Linked DNA regions of Zea mays: all the other regions are linked to region 1. Evidence: chromatin contacts called from public Hi-C data. All regions are on one chromosome and are shown on one strand. The core of a region is the stretch at or near the end of the contact, and the rest is flanking DNA. Distances in the headings are between cores, read along the strand shown.

The links. Hi-C and Micro-C count contacts between places; a contact is called where the count stands out from the background.
Region 2: a Hi-C map of leaf shows a contact between it and region 1, with 3 times the contacts expected there. The contact joins the promoter of LOC100282041 here to the promoter of LOC100281409 in region 1. A contact is called at or near these places in 2 of 25 Hi-C or Micro-C datasets (ear and leaf).
Region 3: a contact with region 1 is called in a Hi-C map of leaf, with 6 times the contacts expected there. The contact joins the promoter of LOC103627615 here to the promoter of LOC100281409 in region 1. A contact is called at or near these places in 11 of 25 Hi-C or Micro-C datasets (ear, endosperm, leaf and 1 more) and 1 of 3 datasets of contacts at active chromatin or transcription factors (leaf).
Region 4: a contact with region 1 is called in a Hi-C map of leaf, with 6 times the contacts expected there. The contact joins the promoter of LOC103627618 here to the promoter of LOC100281409 in region 1. A contact is called at or near these places in 2 of 25 Hi-C or Micro-C datasets (ear and leaf).

What each region holds. Positions count from the first base shown.
Region 1 is chr5:209,158,954-209,161,495 of Zm-B73-REFERENCE-NAM-5.0, forward strand. It overlaps LOC100281409, which reads right to left and starts at 1,282. Exons shown (of 7, transcript NM_001154327.3): 1 at 1,009-1,282; 2 at 794-910.
Region 2 is chr5:208,956,230-208,958,771 of Zm-B73-REFERENCE-NAM-5.0, forward strand. LOC100282041 (cation cation antiporter) reads left to right here and starts at 1,274. Exons shown (of 8, transcript NM_001154954.1): 1 at 1,274-1,723; 2 at 1,952-2,049; 3 at 2,224-2,291. The coding sequence starts at 1,966.
Region 3 is chr5:209,022,981-209,025,522 of Zm-B73-REFERENCE-NAM-5.0, forward strand. LOC103627615 (transcription factor bHLH49) reads right to left here and starts at 1,264. Exons shown (of 6, transcript NM_001301516.1): 1 at 969-1,264; 2 at 645-872; 3 at 381-515; 4 at 1-278. The coding sequence starts at 1,226.
Region 4 is chr5:209,298,267-209,300,808 of Zm-B73-REFERENCE-NAM-5.0, forward strand. It overlaps LOC103627618, which reads left to right and starts at 1,276. Exons shown (of 8, transcript XM_008647912.4): 1 at 1,276-1,684; 2 at 1,761-1,856; 3 at 2,415-2,525. The coding sequence starts at 1,448.

The sequences.
Region 1 (2,542 bases), core at 32-2,531:
TGACATATCACGATATGTACTGTCAATATTCGTGCATTTTCTCAAAATAGCAATAAGCATTTTCCCCCCTTTGCCCAGAAACCGTCTTCTAAAACCACTTTGACAAAATTTCCAATGTAACTAATCTAATGAACATTTTGATTCGGCCTTCGCACTGCACCAACTGTACCAGTCCGTCTTTCAACTCCCATACTACTCACAACCTTTGAGCCCTACGAACCATGCTTACATCCTGCAAGTGCTATGCCAGCCAAAGGAAAAACTAGATAAAACAGATCTATTTTATAACACGATTCCCTACTAGTTTACACTTATCTGAGTCTTTCTATCGAGTTAGATGGCATGAAACGACTGCTAGAACACCATGAGTCAAAAATAGCAACCAGGTCGAGTACTCGTGGCTCGTGCAAAAAAAATAGAAAAATACAAGTAGGAGAAGAGAAACAGTACAGGTCGACCCTTCTGCTTTTATGAGATAATAAGGGGTGGACCTAGTAGAAGAAACAAAAGTCGGGGGGTTCGGTCCCGGGAAAGAACAGGACAGGAGTAGGAGAACAATTCATTCCCCGGAATTTTTCTTTTTTTCTAAAAAAATGTACAAAATCAGACAGCAGGACCGCTCATATTTCATGGAAATGACAAAAATCCTTACATGTTCCACTATAACATAGAGCAATCGTCTGAATTGAACTTACTGCTTGATGAAAAGGACAGCAGAGAGAATAGAAGAAACCCTACAAACAATCAACAAGCACCGACAGTGGTAGCATAAACAGAGCACAAGGCGGCTAACCTTCTCGTGAAGATATCCCTGTGCTTGCTTGACGAATCAATCGAAGCAGTGAATCCGGGGGCGGAGGGTGCTCTCGGAAACCCGGGAGACGATCGATGCACGCAGGGACCTCCTGTCCTGTCCCCGGGAAGAACATCAGAATGGAAACTCTCCCTCAACCACAAGCTCAACCCAACGACCAACGTATGCAGAGAAATAGAGAGATAGAGACGAACCACCGACGAATATAATCCTTCTCCGGCAGCGCAAGGATTCCTCCCGGCTCACTGAACCATGGCTGGAAAGCCCGGCGCCTGAATCCGCACGCGGGAGCGGTCGATCAGGGAAGGCGGCGGCGGCCCTGCGGTTTCTCTCCTGTATCTCTCGCGCCTGCTGAGTGCTGACCCGCCCTGGCTGAGACGGATAAAGATAGCGCCCGCGCCGAGGAGAGAGAGAGAGGATGGAACGGGATCGTGGAAGAAATGATGAGAAAGGGGTGCGGGCAGGCAGTGGCACGGCACGGCACCGCGCACGCTGGTGTTTTATTCTTTTCGGGCTCGTGTCTGAATTCTTCGACTGCGCAGCGCAGCCCACACACTGCCCACCGCACCATCACCTTCCCGGTCGTCGCCTCCGCGCAGGCCTAGCGGTTTACGGGGCCCGCCACCTGCCCGGCCCCGTTTCTCCCTGCGTTCTCGGTTGAGGGAGACCGGGGAGATAGATTAGGTTGCTGTGTTGGCGGGGCCCGCGTGGCGAGTGGCGACTGGGACGATGGTGAGGCGATGGTCTGGTCTCCGCGGCTGCGTGCGGCGGCCCCAGCGCGCCACCTTCCGCGATGATTTGCGAGCGCGGTGAGCGCGACGCGGCTCCCGCCCCCGCGACGGTCGGCCAACCACCCCGGCCGGAGCCGGAGGGCTCTCCCCGGCCTCCGACCTCTGGCCTCCGCGCGCGACATGCGCTGCCCGCCCGCCGGCACCGCGGGATTAAATTGAAGACAAAGACAGCAACGGATTAGCAGCAGGAAGCAGGTTGCGTCGCGGGATTACGACAGCAGGTTAGTAGAGTAAGCCAGTGAGCAGTGAATTAAAGCACCAGCCGACCGATCCGATTCAGCAGTCAGCACTCGTGATTCGTGAACCAAACACGTAGAGATCGACCTACGCTTTTTTACACGAATGTGTCGCTGTCAGGGAGGAACTTCTCGGGTTCTCGTCCGCCCTTTACCCGAAGCCGGTAAATTTTTCGGTTTAAATTTTAAAAATATACAAGTCAAATTTTGATCAACAAAACGTTTTAAAAAAAAACGAAACGGCTTGTTCTCCATACGCTGAAGCGTGTTTTATGTGCCTACATCGTTACAGTACGTGTATCTTCAACAAATTTTGCTCCAGGCTCAGTGTACGGCCAACACTACGGTTTTGTCTGCAGGAGCGTGATCATATAATAGAAAAGGCGGGAAATAGTTTCAACCAGTCACGTGTAATTTTGGTATTATTGTTTCTCATGATCGTAGTTCCAATCAATCGTGTGTAATTGTTGGATAAATATGGGTTTGATCCAATTAATATTCAATAATAGTCAATGCTAATAACTCACTTTAAATGTTATAATGTTATGGTGTACTAATAAATTAACACCACATTGTATGTTCAATGGACAAATCAATCGAGTTAAATAGGTCGATTATTAGTGCATCTATTGAGAAGTTAAGAAAAGAATGAAGAGCCCCTACATGCGCGCGTCGGTGCGTGGCTCGTGGTAAATCAGATT
Region 2 (2,542 bases), core at 24-2,523, 200 kb before region 1:
GAGCTATAAAAGGGCAAGACAACCCCATCTTCTACACACAAGCACTCAACTGTAAGATGCATCAAGCAATACTACGATCATTCGATCAATACTATACTGGACTAGGGCGTAAGTCTGAACCAGTATAACCCCTATCTCAGATCCACCTTCGAGCCCCCCGTGGCTCACCATTCAGAGTGAGTCCGCGTTAGCACCCCTGTCGAACACAAATCTTATTGTCCCCCGGTTTTCGAAACCACGACACTTCACTATTGTAAAAATGTAGCACTTATATATCTCCCACATATAGCCATATAGGTAACAACAATATGCAAATATATCACACACTATCATATTAGCTTATTTTTTTGATAGGGTACAACGACGCCACGGACACTCGCCACACCACAACCATACATATTAGCGAGGGTCCAATACACACATTAGAAAGAGATTGGGAGGCCTAAACTCCTAGTGCATGGAAAACATGTAGAACCACTAAACGTGCACGTGTGTGTAAACACTATCGGGAAAAAAACCCAAAGTAAGGCATGGGGTGTCGATCATGGGATCAAATCTGGTCGCTCGCACACCTGGTGAACTAACCAATTAGACTGCGGTCCAGTCCTAATGGGGCTCCAATAGTCCACTGACCCTCCCTTTGTCGGCTCCGGGGTGGAGCTGTGCTCCCCGGCCGACCGGCTTCAACGACGCCCCCTCGGGAGCCCTCCGCGGGTGGAGAGAGAAGATCTTCCCTTTGTTGATGGGGAGCTCTAATCTCCACATCCGTTAATTATTATGTTTAGTTACAAAATGAACCAGTTTACATATTAACAATTTGATAATAATATATATTACGGTACTACAAATATGGTAATATTTTTAAAACTTTGAAAATTAATATATAAAAGACAAATATTTCAGTTAAAGAGTAAAGATGAAACTGAATAGGGGAAATGGTTGCAGAGAAGGAGAAATAAGTAGAAAAATAGTTGAGGATGTATTTAAATATGAATAGAAATTACGAATAGTTGGAGTTGGGAGGAAAATGGTTGGAAATAGCTTTATATTAGTTTAATGGAGTTGGGAGGAAAATGGTTGGAAATAGCTTTATATTAAATTTAATTGATATGTACTAAAATTACAATTAATCGATTGGAATTCAATTCAATAGGTGGGAATCAGACATCTGTATCCAGGCGCACCGAGCAGTGTACGTCGTTTCTGAGCCTACAGCCTATGAAACAATTTTGCGAAGACTATTTTTATTTTTTGTAATGGCAAAAATTAAAATCTCTCGTACCAAAAAAAAAAAAAATCGTGCTCGGCACACGCAGGCGGCTCTCAGCGACGGAGGGGCAGACGCCAGACGGGCAGTCCCAGGTTCGGCGTCGTCGTCAGCGGCTCCCCCTCCTGCCAGTCGCCTCGCGCCTTCGCCTCCGGTCCTCCGCACACCTGCTGGCTGCCGGCGACTCTGCGTGCGCGCCTCCCGCTTCCCTTCCGCCTCCGCTGGACCGTCGACTGCGCCCTGCGCCAGCGGCCGCTGCTCCACCAAGGCGGTCGCGCCGCTTTGGGAACGCTTATGCCCCAAACTGAAGCGTTACCCGCTTAGCGCTGAAGCGTGCGCTTAGTGCAGCCTTTTGGAACCCTGGATCTGCCAGTACCTGTACTGGGTCCGCTCTTGCGCGAACCCTACTGTTTGGCTATTCGTATCCAGAATTCCAGATCTGATATAATTACTACGGTAATGTATACATTTGTATTTTTGGCAAATGTATACATGTGTTTTTACTACGGGACTGATTTGGTGGACAGGGTGATCCATGGGGAGTAATCCCCTTGCTATTTGCTATACACCAAATCAGCCCTAACTTCGTTTTTTTTTCTTCCAAACTTTATTGGCTATACATTTGTACACCCATGAACTAACTTTACTTAATCCGCCTGTGAACACGCAATGCTCCTCGTCAAGCTCGCTACATCAACATGAGGCTCAATAAGGTGGAAGTGAACCTTATAAGGCTGTTGGAGGCTGCTCCACGGCAGCAAAATCAGGCTAAACTTGTCTATGTATGTAAGAGTAGCTAATATTAATATCTTAGATAGTTTGGTTTTCATCCTGTGTAATTGATTTGAAGGAAAAGGAGGAAGTAGTGCAGCCTCATTCTGTTTCTTATTAGAGATTGAGAACAATCTCAGACTGTTCTGTTTTAGTATTAACATATGATGTCTATTCAAGTGCAGTATGTAACCACAGCGCGGGAGCTGTTGGAGCAGCTAGGAGCTGAGACAACACCAGAAGGGATATCAAGGTGCATCCTCAGCAATGGCATAGCATCCGAGTTTTTTTGGGGGATACTGATATACAGATTAGTCATGTGGTGGTTATTTGTGCTCCACCAAATGTTTCTTAAGGTTCCCTTGTTTGAACGAAAAAGGAAAATAATCTTCTATACGGCAGCGGCAAACAAAAACAGGAAACTATTATACATAAATCTTGAAACTGATCTTGATCATGAATCAGTATCACTATCCAATTTTTGGCAAACAAAAACAGGACACT
Region 3 (2,542 bases), core at 14-2,513, 140 kb before region 1:
GCCACCGAGACCGACGGGGCAGCCGACACAGGGCAGCTTGCGGCGGCGGGCGCGTACAGGTTGCTGAGGACCATGTCCAGCGGCCCAAAGCCAGTGGAGCCCGCCGCTGCAGACGGGTGCACTACCTGCTGCATGGGGCTCATGCTCATCTGAAGGCAGGACGGCTCCAGCTGGCCGGCCGCCGGGCCGCACGCCTGCTTCAGCTGGCGGCCGAAGAGGTCCTCGACGATGTCGAAGCTCACCACCGGGTTGGAAGCGGCGATCTTCATGGACAAGAACTGCGCGCAAGGAGACCCGGCGGTGAGCGATCGCGGAATAACTAGCTGGCTAGCTGGGAGAAGCGGGGAAGATGAAGCAGGACGGTGCCGGTGGGTCGGTACCTCGACTTGCTTCTGCAGGGACTGGACGTAGTTGATGATCTCGTCGAGCATGCCGGCCTTGCCCGTGACCTTGCTGCACCCGGGCACCAGCTCCTGCAGGTACCGCATCCGCTCGCTGATCCTCTCCCTCCTCACCTGCGCGCCAATCCATCAGGCCATGAGTTCTGACGCACGCGGCAGGGTCGTCGGTGCCCACGAACGAGCAGAGCAGCATGGAGCACGCAAAAAAAAAAGTTTGTTCAGTAATGCGGCTGTTAATATTACCCGCTCGGCGAGGCTGTGGCTGTCCGTGGCCTGGCCGCGGCGGGCCCGGACGTGGATGTAGTCGGTCTTCTGGCCGGCAGCCGCCGCCGCCGCCGCAGCCTCGGCCTTCTTCTTGGTGCCAGCCTTTGGCCTCTCCTGCTTCCCTTTCCCGGGCGCCGCCGCGATCTCAGAGAGGCCAGACGGCTGCTGCTTCCCTCTGGGTCTCTTGTTCATGCCGTTCGCACCACCCTGCCAATTTCAGTTTTTTTTTTGACACACAACTGTCAGTCAAAGACTTGACAATTCAGCAGAAGCAGCACCGCCGTCCATGCCTGAACCTCTCACCTTGGCATCGAGGTACGCGTCCGGCCTCCTCTTCCTCAACCCGCCGCTGACGCTGCAAGAGGAGGAATCGTTGCCGTCGCCGGCGCTCGGCGTCGCCACGGCAGGCGGCACGGCGAGATTGGCGCCGCACATGGCGGCACCCAGGTCCGGCCACTCCTGGAGGTAGCCGAAGGCGCTGCACATTGCACCGAACTTGTCGTCGTCGAGGTCGAGCAGCCCCTGGCAGAGGCTCTCAACGGTCCCCTGGCACCGCGCCATTATTACCAGCTGCTTCCCCCGGAGACGGGATCAACTCCGAGTGTTAAGGCTAAGGGAAGGACTGCGGGACAAGCTTTGCCTCAGCAGCTCGGTCGTGAGCCACCGATGAGGAGTGAATCGAAGCAGCGTGGTTATGTAGGAGGAGCGTGTGGCGTGGGGGAGGGTGGGTGAAGGAGCTTGCGCGTCCCTTTCGCTTCTCTGCCCTCCTGAAAAATTTCCCAATCCATATATATAGGGAGAAGGACGGGTGGATATAGATAGGGGAGCCCGGCTCCCTTTCGTTGGGGTGGGGGTGATGGTACTTGGCCGTGGGAGATTGAGATTGGATTTGGCCCTCCCTTTAGGTGCGGTGCGATCATGTGAGGTAGGGCTGGGGCTGGGCACGGTGGTGTGTTTCAGCTGGCAATATTGTAGGGTCCCAATTTGCCCGGGGCCGAGTGCCTTCAGTTACGCATAAACTGCAACGCATCAGGGCATCCCCAAAGCCAGCTTTTTTTAGCATCTTGTAATTCATGCATAGGCATCTTCAAAATTTCACGCGTTCCATACGAAGCTTTCGATGGAGATCGGGGAGGTATGAAAAGAGTGCAAGCGGCAAAGGCTTCTCTTTTGAGGCTCAGGAATGGCTGGGGAAGAACTAGTATCAACTACTCAGGGTTGGCTTCTAGCTGTGCTGTGCGTGTGCAGTGTTGCTCACAGCCATTCTGAATTTCCCCTGATGGTGATGCTGCAAAAGGACGGAGCCTGCTGCAAGCAATAACAGCTTGGACAGCTCTATCTCCTCTGTTCTGGCCTGACCACACGTTATCTGCCACGTCAGCTTTCCAAATTCCACAGTAACACGTATGTACGTGTTGGATCTCTCACCATGTTGCCTCCTTCGGCAAAGCCAGCCAACCTCGCCACGCCAGCGGGGAGGCCAGCCAAACTGTCTCTCTTCGTTAAGCAAGGATAAACCTTGAAAGCATGAATAACAAGGCAGCGGCGGATGAAGGGACCAAAGCACCATGAACTTTGCTCCGCTGGGCAAAGTGAGCACCGGCAAGGAATTCACAGCGCCCTGGACTGCTGGTAGATCATCATCCCAAAACAGAGCAGGGACAAAATGGTCGGTTCACGTGGTTGTAAAAAATTAAATGGATTAAGTTGGCTACAAATGACTGTTTTATCGATTCTCAGATTGTAGCGAATATTATGTCGAAGCCGCCGGAAACGAGCTTTATAATAACAAAAAAAACTGGGCTCATATCTTCAAATACAAACATATCATCTTTTTTTTTCAATAATCATAATTTGTTCTGCGAAAATGAAAATGA
Region 4 (2,542 bases), core at 26-2,525, 140 kb after region 1:
GTCTACCCATGGGTAAAATATACCCGCATCAATACCATTATAACCATCTAATAGAGCTCATCTTATCGAAAATAAAACCCTTCTGTAGCTATCATTTGTCTAGCTACCAAATTATGTAATCATTTGATTTGTTATATGTGAAGTTGAACTTGTTTTTGTATGTTTATTTAATATTTTGAGTGATTAGTATATTGGAATTCAAGTCTTTCCTAGAAGGTACGGGTTATCCGATGGGTAAAAATACCCGTGCGGGTATGGGTATGGATAAGATTTTATACCCGCGAGCATATATGGGTAACCCGACAGGTAGAAATTTTTTATGGATATAGGCATGGAATGGTACTACCCGACGGGTATGTACCCGTCGCCATCCATACTTAGACCCATGGAGCGACTTCATCATCAACGAAGAAGGCGAGATGGTCTGGGCGCCGCCAGCCCGACCTTCTTCGCCCGAAAACCCTGATGTTGTTGCGGAGGCACTTGGCGGCCTCAGCCTTGCCCCGCACGGGCAAGGTACGGGACATGGACCATTTCCACCTTCTGATACCGACGAGATAAGGCGACAGATTGCAATCCACATGGGGCCAACCCCTCGTATAATGATTTATGGGCCTTCTTCTCGCCCTACGCGAAACTTTTCGTGATGTACAACGAGGAAAGGTTACCCTGCCATGATGGCTCAGGCAGCAGCCCTGATGTGTTTCCACAGCGCCTGCCCCACGCCCCGGGGGTGATTGCGACCCTCATGGCTCAGGGTCGCCTCCCTACTACCAATGGTCTGGAGTTCGTAGGGATGGTTGGCGACGATGGGGACCTCATCTTCGATGCACTCTACCTGGACACAAGACTCGGACTGTAGCTCCGCAACGAGGAGTGAGGAAGGCCCCGATGATGGGGAAACAAAGGTTGTCATTAACACATGTTTATGGGCCTTTGTTGGGTCTTGACAAGCAAGGCCTAAGCTAGCCCTCGTGGCTAAGGGTCACCTACCTACTATCGATGACCTAGAGTTCGTACGGATGGTCGACGGCGATGGGTGGTCTCGTCTTCGACGCACTCCGCTCGGACTCAGACTTGGACCCTGGCTCCCTAACGAGCAGCGGGAAAGGCCCAGCGATAGGGAAACAAAGCTCGTCATTTACACATGTTTATGGGCCTTTGTTGGGTCTTGCCAAGCAAGGCCTAAACTGGTCCTGACTTATGAGGGACAGTGTCCAACGGGTTGCCGGGTCGGTATGTCGGCAGGCCCAACTGCCCAAGTCAAGCTGAACTCTTGGTAAAGAAGAAAGAAAGCGGAGGGTTTAGCCAGAAACTAGCGGAGAACCCCTTCGCGGCGCAGCTCCTTTCTTCCTCCTCGGCCCTCGCGTCTCTTTTCCCAGTCGACGCACCGCCAAAAGCCCTGGGTAGGGTGACTGGGTGTCTGGGTCTCTACGCCTCCCTCGTCATGCTGCGCCGCCTCCGTCTGCGCTCGCCGGTGTGCGCTGTCGCCGGCGCGGCCGCTGCAATGGCGTCGCTCACCAACGTCGCCTACGCCGATGGCCTCTTCCGCCGCCAGTCCCCGCCGTCGAATCCAGGCGACGAGGACAATTTGGGAGCCTCCGCGTTCGGCCGCGACCCGGAGACCCTGGAGCGCATGGCTCGAGCGCTGCGGGAGATCAACAACTCACCGCTCGCCAAGCAGGCAAGGTGCCCGCTCTTTTGCGCCACCTAACGGGTCTGCCCCTCCTGACGTTGTTCATGTTGTTGCTCGGGTGCAGGTGTTTGGACTGATGCGGAAGCAGGAGGAAACACGCCTTACTGAGCTGGAGGCCGAGAAGGTCCAATACGCCATCTACGAGAAGCTCAGGGACATGGTCAGTTCCTGACGCCTTATCCACTTTCTTGATGCACATGATGTTAATGTCGCAGCCAGGACGTCGGCTGCGTCTGAAGAAATTGGTTGCTCACGCGACCCGAACCTCTCTACTACTGAATGAGTGAACGTTCTCTTATTTGCCTAACAGCCTGACTAACTTCCTCGCTTTACTTTGTGGAAATCAATTGCATACGATTGGGTTTACCATTATAATTGGGATTAGTAAAGCATAGTAACTTTACAATGAGATGCCAATTGCCAAAACTTGAAATATTGTGTGCTTCATCAAAACAGTGAACGTGCAAAACAACTCTGGCTGACCTTCGTGGATAGCAAGTAACTACGAATTTAAAATTCCACAACTTCACAGGATACAAAATGGACAACTGACCAACATGAGAAGTTAGAACTGTAGAACATCGGTGATGTGTTAAGAGTTTTTCAACTTCTCCCTCTCTCTGCACGCGCGCGTTCATCCAACTATTGTGGTTCTTTGGTGTGGATTTCCAGCACTGAACTTATGTCCCTTGGGTGATCCTCAATATCTGATCTGCAGGAAAGGATGGAGAAAAAAGCTGAAGATTACAGAAATAGTTTGCAACAAGAAGCACAAGTAAAAGCTCAAGCATTACGCTTTGAGGATGAATTAGCTAGAAAAAGAATGCAGGTATTGGACAGTCTCCT